3 separate regions of the Mus musculus genome follow, and all the other regions are linked to region 2. Evidence: chromatin contacts called from public promoter capture Hi-C data. All regions are on one chromosome and are shown on one strand. Each heading gives the region's core, a stretch centred on a gene start, on an enhancer-like site or on the middle of the called end of the contact. The rest is flanking DNA. Distances are from core to core; before and after follow the strand shown.

Region 1 (3,265 bases), core at 385-2,884, 39 kb after region 2:
TGCAGACCTGGGAGGTAAGTGTAGGGAAGAGGCTGGAGTCTACAGTGAGGGTCTACAGTGACGGTCTACGGTGACGGTCTAGTGACTCCCTACCTCCTTTTTGTAAGGGAATGTCAGCAGTCCCAGTCTTAAAAGTCTCTTGTGAGTAGCCACAGTTCTTTCCTTATGTGTCTGAAACACCATTCCACAACCATGATGAACTAGTTCTCTCCCACCAGTTGGAATGGTTAGGGTGATAAAGATACTTCCCTGGGGTGTGACCAGCTGAGGGGAGGTATGGAGATACATAGTTCAAATATACATTCCTCTTTAAAAGCTTAAATCCAAAGTATAAGAAAGGCGCATCCTGAAGGAAACTTTCTCACTCCACAGGAGCTCCTTATCCATTTCCTGCTGCTTGTTGGTGCATTGAGAACCCTGGGACAGAAACCCAGGTCATTCTTGGGTGTTAGTGTCCTAAGTCATATCATGGACTGGCAAGCCAGGGCTGTAACAGCACCCAGCCTTGGGTTACCATCCCTCTGACCCAGCTGCAGTATCCCTTCATCCGTTCCTCCTCTTTGTGTTCAGTTGTGTGTAGTTGTACATATGTCTGCACACCTTCGTGCATGCGTGGTACCCACAGAGGCCAGAAGAGGGCGCCAGATCCTCTAGAGCTGTGTATGCCGGAAATCTAACCGAGCTCTCTGCTGCAGCCTGGGCTCTTAACCACCCTGCCATCTCCAGTGCCACCCTCAGCACTGCTTACACTGCAGAGAGGGTGACATCATGCCCCACTCTCCAGGCCTTTGTTTTTTTTTTTTTTGGATTGTCTAATGTCTCCCTTACTTTTTAAGGAGTTTTCCCAGATAAAGGACTCTTGGTGGAAGGAGGTTTTTTTTGTTTTGTTTTGTTTTCCCTTTTAGCACTTTGATTGTATCAGCATTCTGTCTTCTGGCCTCCAGAACTTCTGCTGAGACATCTATGGATGATTTTCTAAGAATCCCGTGTGTGGCGTGTCCTCTCCTGCTTTGGTTTGAGTGGTTGTGATGTGTCTGGGTGTGTATGTCTGAGCTGATCCCGTCTGGAGGCCGTTGAGCCTCTTGGATGCTCATTCAGGAAGATGACCTTGGATGTTCAGATCATCATTAAATAGGGAAGATTTTCAGGCTTTTTCTTCTCACATACATCTTTTCCTTTGTTCCCTCCACTGCATCCGTTATATACCGTTACCTGGTCTTCAGGATTTTAGTTCTCACTTCTTCCAGCCTTGCCTTTATTCCTCCAGGGAGCTTTATCTCAGTTTTGTCTTTCACAGGGTTAGAAGGCTTTGGTGGCTTTCTCTGTAGGTGTCCTCTCAGTTCACTGATGCTTATGTTTGCTCGTCTATTCCTCCTCTCCACTTTCTGTCCTCGCTTTCTATCCTTGTGATAGACGCACCAGAAGCACTCAGAAGGGATGTTTCACCTCACAGGGAAAGTCAGAGCAGGAACAGAAGCGGAGGCCGTGGAGAGGGCCAGCTCACTGGTTTGCTCCCCATAGCTTGCTCAGTCTGCTTTCTTATAGCACCCAGGGCCACCAGCCTGGAGGTGACACAGCCCACAGTGAGTGGGGCCTTCCCACATCCCTCATGAGTCATGAGACTGCACCACAGACCTGACCACAGGCCAGTATGATGGAGGCAGTCTCTCAGTTGAGGTTCTCTCATCCCAGACATGCCTGGGTTTGTGTCTGTCACGTTTACAAAAACCAACCAGTAAATCTTCCCTCGGCTCAGCCTGTTCCTTACTTTTAAACTCTTCGATTGGCATTAACGTCAAATAACACGCTTGCCTTTGGTCTCTTTTGGAGAGCTGTGTCGCCTGTGAAGACAGAGGTTCAGTGGGTGACACTGCAGAGGTCCTGGAACAGCACCCAGCAGAAGACACCAGTTGAGCAGCTGTAAAGATGTCACACCCCCTCCAGGTCACGTGGGACACAGAGCCGTGCGTTACCTCACCACAGTCTAACTCTGAAACGCCAGTCATTGACATTAAGGTCTTCCCTGGCTTTGTTCTGGTTTGGTTTTGGTGGCGCTGGGGATCAAACCCAGGGCCTCACATCCACTAGGCTGGCACTCTCCACTGCTGACCTGTCTCCCCAGGTCTCCCTTCTTGGTTTTCCCAAAACATGAGCAGACGTTGGCTCTTGTTCATGATAGTAAAACAGTCAACAAGACGTCTTCTCTAACTCATCTGTCACCTGAAGACATTGGGCTGTGTCTGACAGCAGATTTCAGAGGTCACCCTGAGTAAGTTACAGTTGGAACGAGTCGCAGGCCTTCGTCTCGTTTGCTTTTTTATGTTGTTACAAGATCACTTTCCCACTAGAATACTTGAAGAACTTCTGTCTGTAGGTTGTGTGTTTCTCACGGGGTGTCCGTGAACTTACCACATTGATCTAGGTTTTGTACAGCATGGTGCTTCTCTTCCTGATGGTAAGACATTCCAGCTTTCTCTCAGAGCGTCAGAGCGCATCATTCCCCAGGAACTGTGGGACTCGTGGCTTTGGTTGTTTGACCCCATTCTCGTCCATGAAGTTCCTGTGGCAGCTGCCTTTCACAGGGGCTCTTTCCTTAAGATCTGTCAGCTAGCCAGGACTTACTCCTTGGATGACTGAAGTTAAGCCTTGCATGGCAAAAAGCTTCTTACCCAAACAATAGTGTTTTCAACAGTTTTAAATATTACGTTAATGTTATCATGGAGATGTGTGTGCCCCGGCTCACCAAAACAAACAGTTAACCTTTCCTTTTCACCAAACGACACGATGACGACCAGCGGTCTGCCTTTTGTTTGCCCTTGAAGAGGGGTAAGAGTTTGGGAGACTACACTTAAGGGAGCTCGGGGACCCCAGCTCGGTGACAGCAGAGTCCCATGAGTCCACGCTCTCCAGGCAGTTTCTGCCTCAGAAGTGAGTGTGATTGTTCACGCGTCTGTCCTCTCACTGTCTGGTGCTCTGGTTTAAAGAAGCCCAAAGTTCCTTCTTGAACTCGAGATGGCAGTGGAGCCACCCGTGCAGGTCAGGAAGGAACTGACGGGGAGGAGGTTTACAGTGGCCTTTTCCTGCTTCACTTCCTGCAGTCCAACTTACTTCTCTTTCTTTTCTTTTTCTTTTTCTTTCTTCTTTTTTTTTTTTTTTTTTTTTTTTGGCTGTTGTTTTTGCTTTGTTTTAGGAACACTTTGTTCTCCTCTGACAGTTTATAGCTATTGATAACTGTATTGTCATTGTGGTCAGGAGACTGTCATAG
Region 2 (3,205 bases), core at 161-2,660:
AGTGCTTTTCAGTTCTGTTAGCCCACCCATTTCCCCCACCCCAAAGGATCACTCAGATTCAGTTCCCCTTCTCAGCGGCCCTCCCTTACCCTCCAGCCTGTTCCCTGGGGCTCTTGCCTCCTTCCTCTGTCCTTCCCATTCCTACCAGTTTATGTCCTACCAGCATCTTAGGCTTTCTTGACTTTGAGGCATCATCCATGTGTTGTATGTTGAGTATGAGAGAATTTGGTTCTGTCCTCAGTACAATAATCCCTGCCCACATGTGCACCCAATGGTCGTACAATGAATGTTTCTTGAAGAACTCAGGAGTAGAGTAATCCAGTGTGGAGAAAGACTTTTTTTAAAAATCGGTCATTTGCCCAATATGAAATGTGGATACTTGCTCTCTGGCATTTTCCCCTTCTCCTTTGGCCTGAACACTTTCATTCATCCAACAAATACTTAGTGTATTTTTTTAAAGATCTTATTATTTATGTGGTGTATGTCTGGATAGCGTATGCTCACTGTGCAGGTGTCTTGATGGATGAGGGCATTGGATCTCCTATAACTGGAATTACAGGCACTTTGTGAGACACTGATAGAAGATGCCTGGGAACCATCCAAAGGAAGAGCAGTAGGTGCTTAACTCTCAAGTGCTGTGCCATCTCTCCACCCACTACCGAGTGTGTTCTTGATGTACCCAGGCAGCAGAAGGCTGGAGCTCTGCCCTGTACCTTTCGTTTCTGAAGGGTAGAGACAGTTATGTAAAAGGAGCATCCTGGCTGTTTCCTCGAAAACAGAGCGTCGCTTACAATACTATCTAACTCCTGTTGCCAAATGAACCTGTAACTCGAGGGCAGCCAAGGACCTTACCTTGTACCATTAAACTTGTATTTCTGAAAATACGGTTGGATTCTACCTGGGTTCACTCACCTATATTGGCGGGTGGGAGAAAGCAGCAAGTTTTGGAAAGATGAAAACAATGGGAACCCCAAAGCACTGCATTCCTGGGATACCGGGGAGCCCCAGAGGCCTGCGGACTCACAAGCGCCACCGGGTCCACTTACCTGTTGGCTGCGCGGACCCCGCCCTCCCGTGACTGACAGCCCCAAGGCCACGCCTCCGGGAAGCCCGGCAGTAGACTTGCGCGGCCCGGCCCTGTTGTCTTCCAGGCCACTCCACTTGGCCAGGATTGGCCGAGAGCCGCCCTCGCCCGACCCGCGCGTTATGTAAGGTACTCGGGGGCCTTTGCACCCGCCCACCCGCCCGCGGTTATGTAACCCCCGCCGTGCACGACCTGCACCCCGCCCTCTGACCAATGGGAGCTCGTGTTGCCGGTAACAGCGACCAATCGCGCGGCGAAGGGGCGGGACCGGATCCCTGGCGCGCAGGGGGCGGGGCCGGCGGCCACTGGGCACGCGGACGGCCTCGAGACTGGACTGCCCGCGGGTGGGCGAGGCTCTGCGGGGCGGCGGCGAGTTGCTCGGCTGGCGGGACGCCTGCGAGCCCGCACGGCCGGGCGCTGCTGCCCCTGCCTTCTGCCCGGTCACGCCGGACGTTGCTCTCTGAGGTGTTTCTCGATGCTCGCCGGCTTCCCAGCAAGGACGGTGGAAAAGTTGTTGCAGGCTGACCGCGCTCCCTGAGAGCCCCGCTGGTGGTCCGTCCAGCCAGCTTCCGCCATCGAGCTGTCGCTGTAGCTCGTCACCCCAGCAGAGTCTGTGGAAATGCTGAGGAGAAAAGTGCCCCTCAGATGAGCGTGGTCGGCGACCAGTCTTTCCCGAAGGCGATGGCAGGGACCAAAACAAGCCGGGTTTGGTTGCTAGCTGCAAACTGAGAGAAGCAGGCTGAGGGCTGCCAGGCGGGATGGATCCCTGTGGAGACCCGGCAGTACCTGGTGGCGACTGTCCCCAGACTAGGGGACCGGGGCTCCAGGGGGCGTCTGGCCAGGAGGGTCCTCTGCAGGGCACTTGCGTGGACAGCAGCCACAGGTGACGCTAGGAAGTCTCCCCACCACCCTCTGTGTTTATTGTCCTTCCCTGGAGCAGGGAAAGCAGGATTTACAACTTTTTATTGTATTTTTGATCCCGGGGACGCGGTAGGGGGGGGAGGCGACCTGAAAGGGAACTTCCAAATAGTTCGGTGAGGATTGATGGGAGGGGGAATGTTACTAAACTAAATTACCAGAGTACGGAAAGAAAGAGGAAAGTGGTTAAAGAATTTGACGGAGTTGGGACTGAAGGGAGAATGAAAGTGTAGAATGTCCCCTACCTGGAAGAGAAAGGGCATTAAACCTGTGACCTGGGCTAGTTGAGGTGGCCAGACATCCCTAAAAATCAGATATTCCTTGAGTGTCCACCATTACGGTTTCTTGTTTGTTTTTTTCCTATTCAGTGAACACGAAGACCGAAACAGAATGTCTGAAGAGCTTATAATGGTTGTCCAAGAAATGAAAAAGTATTTCCCAGCCGAGAGGCACACTAAGCCCAGTACCCTAGATGCTCTTAACTATGCCCTGCGCTGTGTACACAGTGTGCAAGGTAAATGCATTGCAGCGAATAGGGTGGCGCTGGGCTCAGTCCTCATGTGCAGTGGAACTCCAGCCTCCAGAGGCTTGGGCTTTATTTGTAGCCAAGACAAGCAAGTCTAAAGCTGATGTAAGTGGTGCTTTAGGCTTTCCAAGTTTGAAAAGCCAGCAGAACGTTATTTGTCTGACAGTTTAGTAACTGTGCAATATTGTGCCTATCTGTTGCAAGAGTAAAGAGTTGAGCAGTTTAAGTAAAACTCAGAGGACTTTTTCAAGGAGCATTGCCTTCCATGGAGATTACACGAGCAAATACATGTCTGGGTTGTTTTTTTCTGTCATGCACACACTTTGGAAATGCAGTTGTAGTATATACAAAATAGACTAAATCAAAGAACAAATGTTTTTCCTTCCCCCAGCAGAAACCGCTTTGCTCAGTCTGTGATCAATAGTTTGTGAATTCTAGTGTTTCCTCCATTAAAAAAATATATGTGTGTATCTGGACTTTGATTTTATTAACTAGCTTTAGAACTTCTAGTGAATCTTGCTCCTTGTAACCCAGAGCAGGCAGGATTCATAAAACTCATAGTCTTGAGTTTGCATACCTAACCTTGCATTCCTAACCATATCCTTGATGCAAACAAAAAAATCACCTGGTTTTGAGGGAAACCCACGTAAGGGATCGTCATCTAAGGAAATACACCA
Region 3 (3,234 bases), core at 86-2,585, 38 kb before region 2:
CTTTCTACTGTACTTTTCAGAGCTGAGAAGACCTCGGTCTGAACCCTCTAATTACTACAGCACTGAGGGCCACAAAGATTATCCGGCTCCCAAAAAGCATAAATTGAACCCCGAGTCCTTCCAGGCAAGGCAGGAGAAGCTGCTCTGCACTGCACTGAGTCTGGAGCAGCCAAATATCAGGAAGCAGAGCCCTAGGTCTAAGCAGCCTTCCCCCGAGACAATCAGCCCCAGTGAAGGAGTGAGGGAGTACAGCCGGGAAGCCGCCCCTCCCACTCCAGAGACTGCAGCATCCCAAGCGTCTGCATCTCAGCCTGTAGTAAAGTGGAGTGCCAAAGATCTTTACATTGGTGTGTCTACAGTACAGGTGACTGGAAATCCGAAGGGGACCAGTGTAGTAAAGGACGCGGCGCCTTCACAGGTGCGCCCGAGGGAACCAATGAGCGTCCTGATGTTGGCTAACAGAGAGGTGGTGAATACAGAGATGGGGGCCTACCGGGATAGGACAGAGCACGAGGATTGCCCCCAGCCCATGGATGATATTCAGGTAAGGCTGCTCAGGTAAGCCTGCAGAAGCAGCCCCGAACATCACGGCTCAGTTCTGAAAGTCGTGTAGTCTTTACACCCCCCCCCCCCCCACACACACACACCTGCCCGTCCCCATCCCAGGAAGAGTCACAGTCTGGTCTTGCTCAGGTGGACGTGGAGTTATCTGCTTTCCTGGAACCACATTTTCCTTCTGTGAATTAGGCACCGTGAGTAGGGCCTGACCACAGGCCCTTAACAAAGCCCTCCCTCCAGTACCAGCCTCTTGAGAACTAAACTTATGACACTAATAATTAGTGCCCTGCTTCCTCGCATCCGGGATGGCAGCTTTGCTCTTTGAGGTACTGGTTATAATAGAGTCAAGGCCCTAAAAATAGCCAGCAAGGAAGCCTGCAGACAGGATTTGGATTATCTGAGTGACTTTGACTAGCACGGCCGTCATCTAGCCATTGTGAAGGGCATCTGTGGCTTGAGGCTCACATGGCATGTAGTGAAATACCTCCAGGGCTAATAACTGACTGCCCTTGTAATGAACGTAGGAAGCAGAGTCCTCTGAGGGCACTAAAGTTGTCATAGACTAAACAAAGCACCAGGCTACTAGACAAAAATCCATCAACTCAGATATGCAGAAGCAGTCAGAAGGGGCAACCAGACAGCATGGTTTTCTATGCTCTACTCCTCAGCCTCTGTTTCCAGGTTCTTGTTGAAGCATCGCAAAACAAAAGGAAAGATATAGAGCACCTCCCACCCGCCTAACAGGGTGATGCTGGGGTGGGAAGGCCACACTCCTGCCAGCTCATCCTGGAGAGGTGTATCTGCTGAGTCATGCTTGAGCATTGCACCCTGGGGGAACTCTTTGGTTTTCTGTGACAAACAAAAAGCCTGCGTGTGTATTAGCAGTATAGCCTCTGCTCCTGGTGGACAGCAGACCCCACCACTGATTTACCATCAACCATATAGCCAGGATGATGCCTGCCTGGTTAAATCAAATGATACTGTTTGGGCTTTGCACGTGTTGGGCAAACACTCTCCACTGGGCACAATCCTCAGCCCCTTTTCAATTTTATCTAGAGACGTGATCTCATTAAGTTCCCTGGCTGGTGTCAAACCTCCAACTTCAGCCTCTCAAGTAGCTAGAGTTAGAGATGCGTCCCATCACACCCAGCCTAAGTCCAATAATGTTGTAGACAAAAGGCTGGTAAGGTTTTTTTTGTTTTGTTTTCTGTAAAGAGCCAGGTGGTGACTATTCTCCAGCTTTGTGGCTCATACAGAAACTGTTATAGCCTTGGATCTGCCTTAAGAGCACGAAAGGAACTGTAGACAAAGTTAAAGGGATGAGCAGAGCTGCGACGTGGTAAAACTCGCATCACACAAACTGGCAGCTGGCTCTGCTCGGCCTGCTACAGTCTGCCTAGTCCTCGGTGTGGACCATTCCTGCTGGCACCAGTGGTGGCTACTTTCCTGCTTGGCATGACGAAACCAGCTAAGCGGGGCAGGGGACATTTCTGGTTCAGTTTGAGGGTACAACGCTGGCATTGTGCTGGGGGAGGCAGGGCAGCAGGAGCGTGAGGCGCCTGCTCTGTGCCAAGCAGTCGGCAAGGAGCTGGTTGCTGGTGCTCTTGGCTTTCTGCTTATTCAGCCCGTGCCCCCAGCCCTTGGGGTGACAATGTCTGCTCAGGGTAGATCTTCTCTTCTTAGTTAAACCTTATGGAAACACTGTCATAGATAGTTGTTCATTGAGGAAATTTTATCTTAGACATTTAAAATAGGAGGGTTTTTTTTGGGTGGGGTCAGATTTTTAGATTGTAAAATCTACTTTAGTCAACTATAGATAGTTGTCCGACTGTCAGAAAAGTCTTAGGTCAGCTCTGCTTCCTGCATCAACTCTCGGTGTCCCCACCGCACCATCCACCCAGATCTGATTCCATTCCCAGAACTTTGCCTTTCTGAAAGCTTCATCTAACTGAGATGTAGTCTTCTATGTGTTAAGTGTTGTAGTGACTAGAATACCTGGTATAGGACGGGTTAAAGAGTTTATGGCCTTGGAAGGGCATGGCAGGGCCCACTGAGTGTGCTCAGGAACCAGAACTGGAGCTCTGCCTTCAAAGGCCCCTGCCTACCAGTGTGTGTCTTACACTCCTCTGATGCTGTGATAGATCACTCTGACAAAGTCAGCCTGAGGGAGAAAGGTCTATTTAGCACATAGAGCATAGTTCAAGACACCGTCTGTAGTGGCTGGGAGGTCAAGGCAGCTTGGAGCAGCTGCTCACCATACAGCCAAAGGCAAGAGACACAGGCCAGTGACTGCTTCTCTGTGCTCAGCTTGCTTGCTTGCTTGCTGGTACACAGACCAGGAGGAATACCAGTCCAGGGAGCAGTCCACCCACAGGAAAGTCTGGTCTTCCTTCATAACCGTGTGTAATCAGGATAACTCCTCCTGATTACATGACATGCTCCTCATGTCAGTGAGATCCTACTTACTGAAGGTTTCATAGCCTCCCCCAGCAGCTCCACACACTAGGGAACCAGTGTGCAAAGCTTGAACCTATAGCACGGTAACTTTCTGAGCTGTCTTCATGGTAGGAGGGCAGCATTTCCCGCTCTTTGGAGTCCTCTCAGAACACCTCTCCGCTGAGCCAGAGGATCTGGTGGAAACCTAAACTCCTGTGGTTTTGACTACCATTTTTAAGA

Evidence for each region. Promoter capture Hi-C pulls out the DNA fragments that hold promoters and counts their contacts.
Region 1: a contact with region 2 is called in a promoter capture Hi-C map of the HPC-7 cell line, with 2.3 times the contacts expected there. The contact joins the enhancer-like site here to the promoter of Per3 in region 2. A contact is called at or near these places in 10 of 39 promoter capture datasets (the 3T3-L1 cell line, the HPC-7 cell line, HPC-7-derived erythroid cells and 7 more), 8 of 484 Hi-C or Micro-C datasets (the AML12 cell line, the MNK3 cell line, cortical neurons and 5 more), 6 of 115 datasets of contacts at active chromatin or transcription factors (CD8 T cells, embryonic stem cells, intestinal crypt epithelium and 2 more) and 2 of 9 other capture datasets (adipose tissue and pancreatic islet).
Region 3: a promoter capture Hi-C map of embryonic stem cells shows a contact between it and region 2, with 2.7 times the contacts expected there. The contact joins the enhancer-like site here to the promoter of Per3 in region 2. A contact is called at or near these places in 7 of 39 promoter capture datasets (cranial neural crest, embryonic stem cells, hippocampal neurons and 3 more), 3 of 115 datasets of contacts at active chromatin or transcription factors (embryonic stem cells and heart atrium) and 3 of 9 other capture datasets (adipose tissue, liver and pancreatic islet).

The regions. Positions count from the first base shown.
Region 1 is chr4:151,004,525-151,007,789 of GRCm38.p6, reverse strand. Per3 (period circadian clock 3) reads left to right here. Exons shown (of 21, transcript NM_011067.3): 21 at 1,831-3,265. The coding sequence ends at 1,914. Among named protein-coding and RNA genes, the nearest start is that of Uts2, 9.1 kb to the right of the region's middle. Within about 2 kb of position 1,634, at least 81 of the 459 cell types and tissues checked have an H3K27ac peak or open chromatin away from gene starts, as enhancers often do. A contact at or near this core is called in CD8 T cells, the HPC-7 cell line, the MNK3 cell line and 3 more, where this site is marked.
Region 2 is chr4:151,042,870-151,046,074 of GRCm38.p6, reverse strand. It overlaps Per3 (period circadian clock 3), which reads left to right and starts at 1,410. Exons shown (of 21, transcript NM_011067.3): 1 at 1,410-1,967; 2 at 2,371-2,516. The coding sequence starts at 1,843. Gm38529 reads right to left here and starts at 1,222. Exons shown (of 2, transcript XM_017320565.2): 1 at 1,047-1,222.
Region 3 is chr4:151,080,987-151,084,220 of GRCm38.p6, reverse strand. It overlaps Camta1 (calmodulin binding transcription activator 1), which reads left to right. Exons shown (of 24, transcript NM_001081557.3): 16 at 21-544. Among named protein-coding and RNA genes, the nearest start is that of Gm13090, 7.0 kb to the left of the region's middle. Within about 2 kb of position 1,335, at least 27 of the 459 cell types and tissues checked have an H3K27ac peak or open chromatin away from gene starts, as enhancers often do. A contact at or near this core is called in embryonic stem cells and heart atrium, where this site is marked.